Linked DNA regions of Arabidopsis thaliana: region 2 is linked to region 1. A link is a contact called in public ChIA-PET data. All regions are on one chromosome and are shown on one strand. The core of a region is the stretch at or near the end of the contact, and the rest is flanking DNA. Distances in the headings are between cores, read along the strand shown.

Evidence for each region. ChIA-PET counts read pairs in DNA pulled down with a chosen protein or histone mark.
Region 2: a contact with region 1 is called in an H3K4me3 ChIA-PET map of shoot, with 10 read pairs. The contact joins the promoter of AT2G02570 here to the promoter of AL6 in region 1.

The regions. Positions count from the first base shown.
Region 1 is chr2:651,258-653,957 of TAIR10.1, reverse strand. AL6 (alfin-like 6) reads right to left here and starts at 1,394. Exons shown (of 5, transcript NM_001202573.2): 1 at 1,025-1,394; 2 at 818-850; 3 at 408-636. The coding sequence starts at 1,121.
Region 2 is chr2:699,551-702,250 of TAIR10.1, reverse strand. AT2G02570 (nucleic acid binding/RNA binding protein) reads left to right here and starts at 1,276. Exons shown (of 8, transcript NM_179596.3): 1 at 1,276-1,534; 2 at 1,936-2,004; 3 at 2,595-2,700. The coding sequence starts at 1,457. CYP71B9 (cytochrome P450, family 71, subfamily B, polypeptide 9) reads right to left here and starts at 319. Exons shown (of 3, transcript NM_126314.3): 1 at 1-319. The coding sequence starts at 266.

The sequences.
Region 1 (2,700 bases), core at 145-2,644:
GAGCTCTCAACAAAGGTACAATGCAGTGGAAACTACCTAGGCTAATTACAGTGATCCTGCACAAGACTAATACAAGAAGTACTAATCAGACTTAGAGGCACATATCACATCTATTGACTAATATATCTATCTCAATAACATTGATCCAGATTGGTGCGATTCATAACTCTAGTCACTTCAAAATAGAAACTGGGAACCACTTACAAAAAGAGTTACACAGAAACCGACCCTATAAATAAGATCACGTGAGTTACAAAAATCCACACAGAGATTGTTGTATCAGACAAATAGACAAAACAAGAGGATGCTAGAATGATCATTATAACCTTACCACACATGAGTACACCCAATATTGTCATAATTGAGATGCAACACTCAAAAACACTGAGCTTGAGAAGGACCCTTACCTCTCATTCTTGCCAAATCCGAAACGTGCACCAAAGTAAAATGCAACAGAAAGCAGCCATGAATCACTGTGAACTGCGACCAAAGATACCCAGTCCTTTTCTTGCATTCCGTCTCTAGCGAAATTGATGCCTAAAGCTGGTTCAGGAAGCTCAGGAGGAACTTCCTCAACGGGTAGATTAACCTCCCATGTCTCATTTGGAAGTCCATAGAGACACAAATTCTCCTTCTCTACATAAACAAGAATGAAACACCTTAAAGAAAAACCACACAGAGGAGGACTAACTAACTCAATCTTTAACCAACACAATTCAACAACATACAAGCTCAACAACTTCAACAAAACATTTCACTAGAAACTATAGAAGCTAAGCAAGACTAATTTTTTAAAAGTTGTGAAGAAATAACTCACCAGGATCACACGTTTGGTAAAACTTCACCATATCTGCATAAACAAAACACAAAACCCAGAATCGTCAAATCTCACAAAAGAAACCCAAAATAAAAAAAGTTCTTCTTTTTTAACAAATGAAAAACCCAAATGCCACAAAATCGTAACTCTGTAGATACTTATCATTCTGATTCGCAAGTGAGAAACAAGAATCAGACCAAAACTGACCATTAGTGAGAGCTTTAATAAGACCAGCTCGTCGACCTCTGAAGTCGCTAAAGACCTCTTCAACAGTACGAGGTATTGGATGAGTAATTCCCTCCATTTCACAAACGATGTCGCCGGAGAAATCGCCGGAGAATATGAGTACTCCGGTCAAAATCAAAATCTGAGACAAATGTTTCCAGGCAAACAAAAGAAACCCAGAAGGAAAAATATTCACTTTGGGGTTTCGGATTTGGAGAAATGAAATTTGTAAATCTCTGAAAGAGAGAGTTTTTTTTTAATTTGGGGGAAATTGAGAAAAGAAAAAAAGAGAAAGGAGCTACAAACCCTAAAACGATAAAACAAAAGGGACCGATCAAAGATTAATTTTGGGGCTGAGAAGTAATATTAATAAAGACAACATTGTCTATTTTATTATTTTTGTATTAATTAAATAAAGACAACATTGTGTATTTTATTATTGTTTATGTAATAATATAAAATCTATTTATTAATTCCGATCTACATACCCTATTTTTTTCCGAGCTACATTCCCCACTCCCAAATTTTACATTATTTTTATTTTGGTCAAAGACATTTATTTAAATTTTATTTTATTTTTAAAAGTGTCGACGAAAAAAACATGTATTTTTTTTTTTTAACATATTCATTTCCATTAATATTACGAAAAAAAAACATGTTTTTATACGTAGGCTGAGGCATCCAAATTGATCCACAAATTTGGTTTTTGTTTTCAATTAACTTGACCTTAAAGATAAAAGTTAAAAGTTAAAACATTCAGGTCCATCTTGTATTGTACAGAAATAGCATGCCTGGCCCATTAAAGGATAGTGGGCTTTTATAGTAACCTAGGGGAAATGAGATTTGAAGTTTTCAACGATCATCACATTCACGTATTTTGAAAGTTTTTTTCACGATATACACCAGAAATAGATATTTTGAAAGAGAAAGCTACTAAAAAACGGAAAACATTTTGCCTTTTATCACTCAAAAAAATAAAAAATTCATCAAATTTTTAATTATTTTATTGTTTTTATGTGTGATTCTAGATGTAAGAATTAAGAAACGAACCAATATTAATCGGATTCGTTATCTTTGAATATTTTTGCGTTAAGCACGTCGTACTAGCTAGCGAATACGTTTACCGCAACTGTAATCTAATTCGTCACAGAATATCAATGATGTGGTATAATCAACTATAATCTTCTTTTTTCTTTGGGCAAAATCAACTATAATCTATGAATATATACTTACTAATATAGGTGATAGACATATATTATTTAAAATAATCTAAGAAAACATGCAAATACGGTTACATCGACCGGTTAGAAAGGGAAAAAACTTTAAAATTAGTACTTTCGTATCATATTCAAGTCAGTATATATTAGGATTTTGCCACATTACATATATTATTAAAGATTGTTAATAATTAGGATTAAAAAGACTAGTATGAGAGTTAAGTCAAGTTTAAATTTGTTTTTCTCATTGAGAAAAAGGGAACTGATTTCTTACAACATACAACTGTTCATGCTGGTCATATCTGACAAAATCACGGGAACAACTGCTCTTACCAAATATTGCACGTCCTATGCTTTTTTTTTTTGTCAAACCCTAATTAGTCTTATATTTACAAAGACAAAAAACTAGCTAACATCTTTTATCTTTATATATTTCTATCT
Region 2 (2,700 bases), core at 27-2,526, 48 kb before region 1:
TTCAGAACTTGTTTTGCCGTCTCAGAAGAAGAAACTACGACCGTTGGGACACTTCCAAGCTTCAAAAGCATCACCGGACCATACGTTTTGGAAAGACTCCATAGAGATTGATGTGGTAATTCTCCAAGCTGATGCAAGTTTCCGATGATCGGAAAGCCAGGAGGGGACGGTGGTTGCTGCTGATTTGTCCGACGCTTCTTGTGTTTAAAGGCGGCGAGGAGAATACAACAGAGAAAGAGAAGTGAAAGAAACCAAATCGTAGCCATTTTTCCGTATTAACGTACGTCTCAAGTTTTCTTTGTGATATTGATGAATCAAGCTCCTGCTTTAAATATATACACATTTCTTACATTATTGTTTATTGCTGTCTTAAACTCTTTTAATTTCGTTTTCAATATTTCTTTAAAAAGATTACATTTTTTGTTGGAAATTTCAAAGAAAAATGCATACCAGAATCAAGAAGCCGTCTAAATGACGAAGACCTACCTTCTCTTAATCGTGTCTCCATCTTTGTTCTGCATTTTAAATTTGTCTTTTAAGTACTCATTACTTGTCTTTTACTAATTAATATACGAAACCCAATTAATTGGTTAATGAGTACACAACAAAGTCATCGGTCTTTTAATATGCAACTATGCAAGCGACAAGGACAGCTTATCTAACTACGAAAAGAATTCTTCTCTAGTAACTAGATTTACCACTAGGTCTCCACTACATAAACAAAATTTATAAATTTCAATAATTATGTAATAAGTTTTTGGGTTAAATATTGCCTTTTAAAAAAAACTTAGTCGTATTTCTTAGCACCACATGTAAATATAGTAGGCGAATATATAAATGTTGTTAAATATCGCCTACTACTAGATTTATGAATATTTAAGCTTGACTTTATCTTAGCTCAAACAATTCATATAACTAAGGTCTCTTTGTTTAACCAAAAAAAAAAACGAAGGTCTCATTGTTACTTGGTCATACTCTTGAAAATAACACGTCAACGATATATGTATGTAAGGGCCACTTGTTATTTAGACTCAATGTGATTTTAACAATAGAAAATGTTTGAATGAAATGGATATAGGACTAAATTAAATTACGGATATGTAAGAGTTGGAATTCCAAAATGGACCTACATAATTTTTTTCTTGCAAATTTGATCGGAAGAGGGGGTATATTGAATAATTAATTTATTTGGGATACAACTATGAGAGTTACTTAAGTATAGAGCTAATTATGAAATTAAAGAAACGCGCCGCGTTTTTGATCCATAGGACGGTACAAAAACGGCGTGCTGTTTTGTTTTAGAATAAAGCTTCTTCGTTTTTTGGTTCTTTCTCTTAAAATATCTTCGCGACAAAGAACCATCGGAGAAGAGGAAGAAGATCAGTGTAGAGCTATCGGGAAATTTATCTGAAGAGGAAACTGAAATTGAGATCGAAGTTTTGAGTTTGGGTAAAAAATGGTAGGAGGAGTAGAAGAATTGAGTATTGAACAGTTAGCTTCGAGTATCTCTACCTACAAAGAACAACTCGAACAGGTTCGTTCGAGACGATTTCTTTCTTCTCTTTGTTTCAGAATTTTGTATGTGGATTAGAATTTCGAATTGGTGAAGAGAAATTGAATGTAGGTTTCTGAATTTTGTGTGATTGTTCCTGAGTTAGGGTTCGTAGGAATAGTTTTTTAGGGATTCGTTGATTTGACGAGTTGTTGTTAAGTTTCATTGTATCTTCTTCCTTTGTGAATTAATAATCAGATTTGTGAACGGATTAATCACTATACTAGGGTTGCGAGTTCTATTTCAAAGTCTGCGTTTTTATGTTCCTTTTTAGTCTCTCTGATAGGTCTTTTGGCTTAGTTTTAGTAGGGTGATGGAATGTGATCATACACTTGCTTCTCTTCTGGGTTATCTGATAGAAGTTTTGACTCTTTTGGTCTCAGGTTAGGCAGCTTTTGTCAGAGGATCCTAGGAACTCGGAATATGCAGACATGGAAAAGGAGCTTAAAGAGGTGATCAATCCCTATTTTAATCACTTATTTTGTGTGATCAAATCTTTTCATCTTTGTTGTGGATTCGTTTTATTAGTCTCCCTTAGTTTGAGTGAAATTCATTGATCCTTATGTCTTTAGCATTTGCGGCATACACAACATGATTAGGTTACTTAGCATGTAGGTTTTGCATACGGTGCTCTTTATGTTTCTATTCCCTGCCTCTTTTGAAGGAATCTGCGTGTTGTTTGAAATAGCAACATCATTTAACAGCTAGCAGATAAAGTGGAGTTTTCTTTCAGTTCTGGGGTTTGAAAGGTGAGTATGTTTTTGAGTGGCATGTAACTCCGGCAGTGGAGTTTGGGTCAGCCAAAAGCAGTTGTTGGCGTATACATAAAAGTAGGAGAGTTAGCAAAGAATTCATCATTTCTATCTTGGTTATTTGTGTTGTGCAGGTGTGCTTATATGGGTCATGATGGCCAGCCTGCTTCTATCTCCTGATTTCTCGTGTTTGATCCCTGAAGTTCTACTTCTGAAAATCTTTACTGATATATTGTGTATAATTGCTAGAAATCCTCAATTCTCTGAAACTTTGTTTTTGCACCATATAGGTGATTGCATTGACAGAGGAAGTTCTTGCAACTGCAAAGCAAAATGAGATTTCTCTATCAGATGCCGGAGTTAGTGCTGAAGCAACTCCTGGCTCACCCGATTTAG